Regions from separate parts of the Zea mays genome. Here region 1 is linked to region 2. Evidence: chromatin contacts called from public Hi-C data. All regions are on one chromosome and are shown on one strand. Each heading gives the region's core, a stretch centred on a gene start, on an enhancer-like site or on the middle of the called end of the contact. The rest is flanking DNA. Distances are from core to core; before and after follow the strand shown.

Region 1 (5,757 bases), core at 2,153-4,652, 340 kb before region 2:
TTACCCAAGAGGCAAAAGTTCTCTGACAAATATTAAGTGCCTTAATAGTCTATAGGCCTCACAAGTGATACAATTATTACCAACTTTAAGTGGATAAATGGAGGGAAAAATTGTCATTTTAACATCTCAAAGAGTTTCTCTGCAACCTGCATAGTAACAACAATCAAAACAAGAGTGTTCAGTAAACCAAGTACTGGCCACATCAACAAGATTAATAGATGTTTTCGATTAATAGATGAGTATATGGCCACACATAAGCAAGAAGCACTCACATTCTTGTCAACACATTTCCAGTAATCAAAGTACTGACCGGTACAGTGCTTGTGCCCAGTCTCATCGTCCTCAATCCTTTTAACACATTTCTGTGCACAAAGTAAGTCGCATAAGCTCTTGCTCCAGTATCACAGCCAAAGATAACATACTCTATAATATTAAATAACACATGGAGAATTTCTCGAAACAAAACTGGCAAAAAACCTGAAGTTATAGGATCGTGAAATTGCAATATAAGCACAGAAGTACAGAACAAGGTGGCCACTAGTATTACAACCACTGGTCCAACTTAGGGTGCGTTTGGTTTAGCTGCGAGCAGTGAAAAAGCTGTTGTGACCTGTCTGCTGTGAAAAAATATGCTGTGAGAAAAAACTGAAAGTCATTTGGTTCAAACTGCCATGAGTTGTCCACTATGAACAAATTGTATATTGTTTAATATGTACTTTGTCTAACTATACCTCTTAATCAATATATCTAATTTAAAAATCGGTTTTACATTTGTGTTCCTGATTTTTTAATAAATAAATCAATTTTACAATTCCACTTTTAATATTTTTATTAAAAATGTTTTTATTTCATTTATCATAACAGTTTATTATTTTTAATACGACTTTAGTTTCTATTTGCTGCATATGTTTATTAATATAACGAGCTTGGATAAGCAGCAAAAGCAAGGTCTAAGCTGCTTTCAAATTTGTACTACAGCAAAACTGTTTTTTCAAAGCAGCTGCAGAAAAGTTGAACCCCTTTGGTTCAGCTTCTGCTTTTTCAAAGCAGAAACAGATTCAAAAAGCTGAACCAAACGCACCCTTAAATGTCACCATAAAATGCTTAGCTAAGCTTATAAGAATTCGACCACTACTATACATTAATATATTTACTATTTAGATATGTTATGTGAGAATTATATTAGCAGATTCATCATCAAGTGTTCTTCATTACTGTTTAATTAGCTTTTGTTAGTATGTATACTTAGAAACAAGAGTAGTCAAAGGTGTCTACATGAGGCTGTGTCCATTTCCTAATTGGAAAGTAAATTGGAATGCACATAGTGGCAGTTTCATAAAATTACAATAAAACAGGTGGGGGGTATGAATGCGGTCTAAACCCAAGATACAATCCCCTATACAATCCCCTATTAGGCTATTACGTAAAAAAATACTATTCTGTAAGCAAAATATAGTTGCTAAAACAACCAATGGAACTTTCTATCGCAAAGGTCCTTGAGGTAGTATAAAATTCTACAGAAATATAATATGAGCAGATTTTGATACGATCCCCTATTAGGCTATTACGTAAAAAAATACTATTCTGTAAGCAAAATATAGTTGCTAAAACAACCAATGGAACTTTATATCCCAAAGGTCCTTGAGGTAGTATAAAATTCTACAGAAATATAATATGAGCAGATTTTCTTTCTAGGGAAGGTTATAACCAGACCATATTTTGACCTATAAAGTTGGCTCAAAAGTATATCCCAAGAGCAATCTGACTTAAACAAAAATAACAGATAATGATTTCAGCAGAAGTCCAAAAACACTCTTCAATTGATCAAGAACTTGCCTTAGTGCAGATTGTCCTAGCAAGTTTATAACATGTATCATTCATACAGATAAACTAATCAAGTTCGCATGCACATAAGCAACAGCGATACAAAATGAAGAACCAAGAACTGATATAGCAACATGTTACCTGATAATCATACCACTGCGACACACACTTAGCCTTTGAACGATCCTCTAGGAGCGCCTTTGGATCAGTGACCTCCTCATCCGCCCTGTAACACAATGCAAGATACAGAGATCAAAACAAGAAATCAAATGAATCTCTAGCATTAGTGAACTCGACAAAATCAAATAAGAAGAAAGGCAACTACAATCTAGCATGAACACATATTATTAATTGAAAAACGATACAAGTAGTTTGTATTTCTAGATAAAGTTTTCATTAACCTCTTACCACGGCAAAACATTTTCAACAACTCTTGCAGAAATACATTAAGCTATTGGACATCAAACCACAGAGCTGATGTACCATTTTGGTTTACAAATTACAAACGGCATGCTAGTTGCCAACCAACGGAAACCAAATCTATTTTACACTAGTTCCATACCAAGCTTGGCAAAAGAGGTTCACATAACTCATTACTCACAGAGGATTAACAGCTTACTTTTTAATTAATCTAACATAAATGCTGTGCTGAATGAAGATAGAGCTGAGGAAGCATCTAGCAATAATTTGAAGTTTATTAGGAATGTCACTTTTAGAATATAACAATCAGAGGCAATGAAAGAGAACTAAAATAAACATATCTGTTCTAAAAACTACTTCCTACCCTGCCTACACACCACTCTTCCGCCCAACGTTAAATAACTGTCCATTGGCTAATCTTGACTAGATGCTACAGGGTGCCTAACCTTCTTCCTTCCTAGCGTCTACACAGTTTTTAGAACACTGATCAATACTGATGAAAGCATTCACACTTCACACCAAAGAACAATGGCACAAACACAGACAACAGAAATCACCCGTAAAAAAGACGAAGCAACTGTTTGTTTGGTGAGTGGTGACCCATGCGTCATGCTATCGATCCTGACAATGCCGCAGGGTGAGGCAGGCACCCCTAGACCGAGCAACAAGTAATTCAGAGCACGGCACCAATAATTAACGCCCGACGCTCGTCTATCAAATCCACTACAATGCAACCACGAATTTCTCAGGGAGTAAACAAGCATGCATGGATTTGTCAGGAAGTAAATCCACGAATTTCTAGAGGTACGACCGATCCGAGCATCGTCAACGGGAACTCGATCGATCCACGAGCGATGCTTGGATACAGATCAACAAAAGGAGACCGCGAGGAACAGAGTATGGATGAGGATGGATCAGCTCGGATTACTCACATGGGCGACTGACGAAGTGCGGCGAACAGATGAAGAGCCCTAATCCAACTGCAGAAGACAGCAGCAATTAAAACTAAGTAATGAAAAAATAGATGCCTTGCAACTTGCATGAATCACGAACAGAGACAGATCTGGACTCACCGGAAGGAGACGAGAACGGCGAGATCGGAGGGGGCGGCGAAAATGGGGGAGGTGGTGAGCACGGGAGAGGAGGGGACGGACGAAGAAGCTTCCGAACCCACGGGTGGGCTGGTGGGGAAGCGGGTCTGGTGGGCTGGGCCGCCCGCCGTGTGATTGGGCCGACAGTTCTTGTGTAGCGGGATCGACTTCTCATATATACAAATATTTCTCTCTTCTCTAATTTTTTTAGATATCTAGCAGATTACACGTCCTCATATTTATATTCAAACTCCACTCTACAAACAGTGCAGTTTACAGTGCAGAACGGTACAAAAATAGTGTTTTAAGTAAACTATGAGTAAACTACTAGAATAGGCATTAAAGCACGATAAAAATATTATCTCTTGCATGGACGTCCTAACAAAACATGTTTACATATGCAACTAATCTTGCAACCACCATGAGTGTTTTCTCATCCTCCCCACTATCGTCGTCGTATATTAATGCCAACTTCTCATCTTTGTCCCTGTCCCCCTCATCTATAATCTTCTGCACCCCCATCGTCAAGCGTCTTGAATCGCTATTAGGGATGGCAATAGGTTAGGTTGTATTTGGGTATAACAATATCCGACCTGCCATTGTACCCGAGTCCCCATTGTTGTCTCATAGCCCCTGAGCCCTTGAACTCAGGATTTCCCTGTTCAAGACTCGGTCAATTTATCAGACTAACACTTCAAAATTTGAAAAATCAAGTCGCTCTGACCAAATTTGTCAGGTTCAAAATAAATTTTCGCAAAGCTTCAGCTCCCACAACTTCCTAGCGCTTCATCTTCTGTATCAGGATAAAATAGAGTTTATCGGTACCCTGAATCAGGGGTACCCTCTTCTACAGCATGAAGGCGTTGTACATGTACAACATCTCCAGGTCACACGGAGAACGGCACCCGACCCCACCACATGGGCAGGTCTAAAGGCACCACGTGGCAAGGGAAGGTAATACATCCCAGGATGCATCATTGGGTCCGGACCCCCACAGTAGGACACCGGACCCCTATGCATACAAGTCCGGAGCTTCCAAGAAGGCATACCGGGTCCCTCGGGTAGGCCCCAAGTCCCGCCGAGTAAGGTCCGGTCCTTGGCAGGGTCCCGGGACGGGGAGGACCCCGGCTTGAGTAAGGGTCCGGTGCTGACACGCGTCCAGGCCCTACCCTGCGCTCCCCTCTCAGGCAGAAACCCGCTGCTACCGTGTGGCTTGTGGCCCGTGACATAAGCCAACGGGCTGGGCCTGACGCGAGGCCCATAACGCCGCGCAGCCTCTGCATTTATTGCAGAGAGGATGCGCCGCCTGCCACCACGCTGACGGGCGACGTGCCCTCTCAGCATTTAATGTGTCCTGTCCAATCCGCTGTCAGGCGGTGTTAGGGTCACCCAGCAGACGGCACGCCTGTCCAGTCTGCTGACAAACAGTGTGCCCGTGCCGAGCGGCGCACTGTACTCATCATCTCTTCTACAAGAAGCTTCCCCTGCACGCCGAGGAGACATAGATCTTGGATGTCAGGGCACAAGAAGATTGCTCCAGCAGCAAACATTTGTAACCCCAAGTGTTATATTCTTTATGTCCCTGGGCCCACATGTCGGAGCCCAATACCTTTGTGCATGCCCCCCTTCAGCTATAAAAGGGGAGACATGCGACGTTACGAGAAAGATCCAATCTTAAGGCTCACTCAGACACTCACAAGTTCATACAAGCTCTCAAGCAATACATCACACAGTGGAGTAGGGTGTTACGCTCCGGCGGCCCGAACCACTCTAAATCCTAGTGTGTTCTTGTGTTCTTCCCGTTTTCCCGACTAACAAGCAAAACGCCTAGGCCCCTCCTCATCTTAGGATTTAGGGCGGATGCACTCCGCCACCCGGCCGGAGATTTGCTCTTCGACAGAGTTGTTCCACAACTTTTGGACTTTCACCAGGACATTCATCAATATACCAACTTTCCAATGCTCCCTTTCAACTGCGAGTTCAACTTCCAAGCTTCGTGCAAACCCATGCTTTCCATTATATAGTGATGATGTTCATGTAAAATCCATTATATCTAGTGATGTTGTTTTTGTGGCGGGTAAACGGGCATGCCCACTGGCCGGGCATCCTCTACCCGCAGATAGAGTATACAAGCATGATATTATGTCTGCGTGGGCATGGTTTTTGGCTTGCGAGCATAGGCAACACAACCTTGAATTCGTCGGCATTTTATCCGTTGGCATCTGTACACCTGCATGAGTTTGAAGCCTTCTTGGTCAAGGAAAAGGACCTAAGGGCCCTAGTGACAATAGGTCTTCTTTAAAAAAAGAACATCATTCAATGGAAAATCCTAGGTAAAGAATCCTTCCTGATGCCTATCATTGACCAAGGCATCAATATTATTCATCAATAGATGCATGGGTTTAGCATGCCTGCTTCCAGC
Region 2 (5,405 bases), core at 1,610-4,109:
TGATCTGAACAGTATGAATATATACAAGGGTCAGCTATTGATAAATGGAAGAAAATAGGATAAAGGTGCCTGTTAATGATTTTTACCTCTCCGTACACCAAGTTGATCCAAAAATGGTTCAGACTGCCTTACAAGATTTGCCAGTATTTCAGGTAGATCCAGTGGTTGGATTTCCTGCATCAAACACTAAGGTTAGGTTACCAATAATATATACTTCGCAATGAAATATCTTTGCGTTTGCATTATCAGGTAGCATCAAGATCAAATATCTAGACAAATGGTTGCTCCTTTCTTTTGAAAAGTTTCACAGTTCAGTGTTCATATCCAACACAAAATAAAGTATATGTCTTCAAGATCCAACACATAGATAATATCGCGTAAAAGGAAAGTATCGGTGCCCATGCAGTTTTTAGAAATCACCTCCACCAATAAAACAAAAAAAAGGTAGACCCACTGCTGGTGGCTGCCACATGAGTGGGGTATTGGGGTCTAACCGAGGCAAACCTTACCGCTACATTTTTGCATGTTAATGCCCAGAACACAAAATTCAGTTAAACATAAAATCATAATTAGAGTGCTTCAAAGTAGTATGTGATTAATGCTCAGAGCACAAAATTCACAACTATGTCTGACAAAATCAAATTATATAACTTTGCATCAGTTAACCATATAATAATAATTAGAGTAGTTTTGTGGGCTTACCTTGGATCCTTGAGACTCCATGTTGAATGATTTCTGCATAAAAAATGAGTAACTATGAGGCCCACATAACACAATATAAACCAGTTTTAGCAGTTGAGTATAAATATTGGACACAATAATTCATTTAAGGTTTGCTCTATAACAAGCTAGTCAGTTGAGCAGAGATTTGTCACAAGGTTAATAGAAATTTTAAGCACCGCAACTTAAATCTGATCAGCACTCCTCTTCCAACAAAACAGGGACTACAGAATACAAATGAAACTGAATAATCCTAGTAAAGGTCAAGCATTTACGCTCGGGGTTAAATATATTTACTTCTTTAAATTTTACTAGCATTTATCATCTCACAAGTCATAAATAGTCCTGATAACGTTTATCCATGTTTTCAACGTAGTCATTAATTATGCCTACATTCAGGAGGTGCTCTGCAGTTTCTTGATACACTACTACAATACCAGTGCGTTGGACGGTACACAAGAAGAAATAGTACACTTTATCTTAGCCAAAAGGCCTAGAAAGGTATGAATTGAAAAGTAGCCCGACCCCTTTTTTATAGCTCGCTCGTTCATCTTTACCTAGCGGGGTGGTACTATGAGGGAGCGTTGCGCTACATGCGGCTTCCTGTTGTGTTTGGCTTAGGTGGTGTTGAGCACCAAAATTGACCGTGCGGGCCGAAGAGAGGTCAAGTAATAGGTCAAGGAAGACTAATACTAGGGCTACACTAAGGCTAGATTACTCTTATTCCTAAGGAATGGAAAGAACATTGCAAATAAGGTAAATATGAATAATAGGTTTGATTGGATCGATTGTGGGGGGTCTCAATCGACTGTACCCCTTTATCTATATAAAGGGGGAGGTCTGAACCTGTTACAAGTCAGTTCTCAAGTTAACCCCACAGGTTTTGCTAACAAATCCTGCAAGAAATCTAGAACCCTAACTGATTCTGCGCACGCACGCACAGTCCGCGCCGCTATGGCGGACCGTCCGGCCTCAGGGTCGGACCGTCCGCACGATCAATTTTGGTGCTCAACAGGTGGTTCTCACGGTCCATCTATAGGGTAATGGCCCACTAATAGAGGTTTGGGTGGTTTTCACGGTCTATCTATCAGGATAATCGCCCACTGGTAAGGGGGAATAGACTTATGCAGAACGATCGTTGAAACTGGTGAATTATTATAGTAGAGAAGAGAACTGAAGTAACTAATGCCAGAGGTTATCACGATAGCATATGATCATTACTCCATTAGTCCACTTGGTTCATATTAATTCTTTAGAGCCTAATCGCATAGGAGACATTGAATTGATTCCTAAAAACAAATTCTACAAAATTCCCAAGGCAATCCACCAAATCAAAGCAGGGCAGCAACATTGGTCAATTAATTAGAATAATCTGCGAGATGGCTGTGCAAAATTACCAGGCTGGACTTGAATTTCTCGACGAGCTCGCCGGTACTGCGCAATCCCTCAAAAATCTCCTTGGTCTGGCTCCGGCGCTCGAACTCTTTGATGCCGTCCCGTATCATCCTGAGCACCTCCCATTCTTTCCCCTCTTCCGCCTCCCCGTTCCACACCACGCGCCTCCAGCGCTCCCCGCCATCCACTTCAGAGACGATGGCGTTGCGGATGGCGGTGATCCCAGAGAGGTCAACACGTGCGCGCGCGGGTTTCCCCGCCCCGCGCGGCGCCCACCCCTCGAGCACCCTGCGGCCGAGCTCCCGCTCCTGCGACACGTACCGGCGCCGCAGTTCGGAGATCTTGGGCTGGATCCGTGTGCGCACGAACTCGAGCTCGGCTATGGGCGCCCCCGCGGCGAGCGGCGGCGGCGGCGCGGAGGTCAGCGCAGTGGAGGCGGACGCGAGGATGTGCTCGAGCTCGCGGTCCGCGAGCGTGCGGAGGGAATCAGCCCTCGCACGCATGAGGCGCAGGTCGGCGGTGGCGGAATCCCGCACCTCGCGCCACCCCTTTGAGAGAAACGAGAAGGCGCTGTCGTCACCCCGCCCAGCTCCGAAGCCGCCGCCGCCACCGATGGAGACCGACGGACGCGGCGACGCCCTCGCCTCCATGGCCAATTCCGGAATGGCCGCGGCTAGGGTTTTGGCGTTTTGCCGTTTGGGAGTCGCGAGAACCGAGAGAAGCAGCTAGAGTGCTAGACAACACGCGAGGTGTTGGGAAAGAGAGGGGAGAGGACGACGACGCCACGGAGCTCCGACGCCACGCGTTGATTCGGGCCGGACCGCCGGAGGAAGGAAGCCGCGTTCCGACTTGGAGGTATCCCATCCGTCAATCCGTGGCTGGCTCTTGCTGTGGGGTCGGCATGGCAGTGAGAGTGATTGGAGAATTGGATCCGCAGGGCAGATGTGGAATCCAGCTTTGTGGTGGGGTGGAACGGTGCTACGGTGACGTGGGCATACGTGCGGTCGGGAAGTGAGCGGGGACCGTCCGGGGGTTGGCAACGCAAGGCCGTTGCCCATGAGCCAGGAGCCCAGGACTGCAACGCAAGGCCCATTTCGTTCCGCCGCCAGCTTCAAGGCCGCAAGGCCCATTTGCGTTGATCAACCGCGTCCTCGACGATTGCGTTCACCCGAATCACGCCTCCCTTTCCTTTCTCCTCCCTCACTACTCACACCCCTCACTTTTGGCGGCGCCGACTGGGCACCCGCGTCGACCTTCGCCAGGTCTTCGTCGGCCCTTTGGCTGGAAACAAGCATCCACCAGGTATGCCAGCAACTCCTCTTCCTGCTGTGCGAAATCGAGCACACCAAACCCTTCCCAAACCCTAATGCAGGCTATTTTACATTCGGATCTGACCCAAAGCTGCTGTTTTTCCATATGAAAGGAACAACGCAAGGGATGCTCGATTGGCTCTAGTTACTTAGCAGAACCAAAAGAGGAAGGCCATCAAAGATACGAGGGCTTTTTCTCGCCATGTCTCGGTCGCCACACCTCCCACCCCGCTGCCCACCCCTGGGTCCTCAGATCACTCGAAGGGATGACAGCATGTTCACGCAGAGCTGCAGGTTTCCATCTGGGGATACGTTCTTTAGTGAGCCACCGTGCTGGCTCGATGATCTCCTTGCAGATTCCGGGAAAGCTCCCAAGCTTCCTCCTCTCAGAAGGGCCTGTAGCGATTCTGATGCCATCTTGGATGCTCTGTCAACATTTGAAAGCCCAATTTGTCGAATTGAGGAAGGCAATCAAATCTCTGGTGGTGAAGCTGATGACTTGTTGGATGCTGGCGAAGGTGGTGAAAGCGGTTCTGTGGTCGAGGCTAGCTGTGTTTATGGTCCGAATTCACCAAGACAGAAGAGTAGGCTGACAACTTCAGAGAGTTCCATGGTAAATGCTGTGCTTGAGAATGTACCCAGCAACCCCTTGCAGTACTTGAGCATCGATGCCTCCAGCGGTATGAATGGTAATGTGGCCAATGGAACTGCTGATACCTGTGATGCTTTTGGCCACCCTGATCAAGACAAGTCATTTAAAAGGTACACTTACATTTGTGAGTGAAATATCTAAAATACTTCCTTCGAATATTCTCTGGTAAAGTAGCGGTACATTGCTGCTTTTACTAAACTGGAGTTTTTTAGTGAAAATGCTAGAAAGATATAAATTATCAAGTGCAGATGTGAACTTTGGCTCTCGCCAACAGAAATGGAACACGACACTCTACTGCTTTGCAGAAATTAAATTAACTGATGGCGCTTCTAATTGAGTAACACTAACGACAACAGCTACTATGCAATCAGGTCTTAGGTGCAAGTGTGTAATGAACCTCTTGGTCCGTTAGATCATTATCCCACCGTAGATATAACTATGGTTTGTTAGAGGTCTTTTATAAATCTACGCGAGCTGATGGTGGATGGGTTTAAGTGTTAAATGTGATATGTGGTTAGGTCACGATCTAACATTCTAACGGACCATGAGTCTCACATGCACGCTTGCATTTAAAATATAACTGTACAATAGTCGTTGCCTGACACTAACTTATGTCACCATCAGTAGCAATGCCAGATAGAATTTATTGTCATATGATCTTGGCAGCATAAGTAGTCCAAACCATGTGGGTATGTGGTGTGTTGAAAAGTTAGTTCGTAAACCCTGATTGGTTGAATATTGTGAAAGCAACAATTTCCTTGAGTTTTATAATACTACTCCCCCAGATTGTCCAACAGTCAAAGTCTATGTTATGTGTCAATTAGAATTCTTATTTTTTCCAAGATGCATACATTACATAGGCTCTGTACAATTAAAAGGGAGCCTAAACATCATTATACCGGAAAGATATTTACTAGTCCCTTAATTCCAAACTATAAGCCGTTGTAGCTTCTCTAGGTACATATAGATTTTGTTATGCATCTAGATATATACTTTTGTCTATATACATAGCTTTTACTATGTATCTCAAAAAGCGAGAACGGCATAATTTGGGATGGAGGGATTTTTTCCCTCAAACTACAGGAGAGTTGTGTGCCATTTCTTTAAGGAAAAGGAATACAAGAATGATGCGAGAACAGCCCCACCCAAACCCACGCCACACAAACCACGCTAACTACAAAGGCACGCACCATTGAAAATAGGACACAACCAACCCAACTATAAACTAAGGTTATGTGGCCTTGGACTCAGGGGTAGGTCCTAGAGGTTAGAGGTCCCTGCCATGCACCAAGAACTGCATTCAAGAGCACTCTTTTATATAAGGCTTT

Evidence for each region. A called contact is a pair of places that touch in the nucleus more often than the background predicts.
Region 1: a Hi-C map of leaf shows a contact between it and region 2, with 6 times the contacts expected there. The contact joins the promoter of LOC100278643 here to the promoter of LOC100286172 in region 2. A contact is called at or near these places in 5 of 25 Hi-C or Micro-C datasets (bundle sheath, ear, leaf and 1 more).

The regions. Positions count from the first base shown.
Region 1 is chr5:173,741,193-173,746,949 of Zm-B73-REFERENCE-NAM-5.0, reverse strand. LOC100278643 reads right to left here and starts at 3,402. Exons shown (of 5, transcript NM_001364471.1): 1 at 3,318-3,402; 2 at 3,177-3,224; 3 at 1,966-2,050; 4 at 273-362; 5 at 1-146. The coding sequence starts at 3,178. The coding sequence ends at 114.
Region 2 is chr5:173,404,897-173,410,301 of Zm-B73-REFERENCE-NAM-5.0, reverse strand. LOC100286172 (digalactosyldiacylglycerol synthase 1) reads right to left here and starts at 2,859. Exons shown (of 7, transcript NM_001159060.1): 1 at 2,118-2,859; 2 at 703-735; 3 at 87-174; 4 at 1-4. The coding sequence starts at 2,765. LOC100272272 reads left to right here and starts at 3,292. Exons shown (of 5, transcript NM_001146760.1): 1 at 3,292-3,417; 2 at 3,539-4,187. The coding sequence starts at 3,628.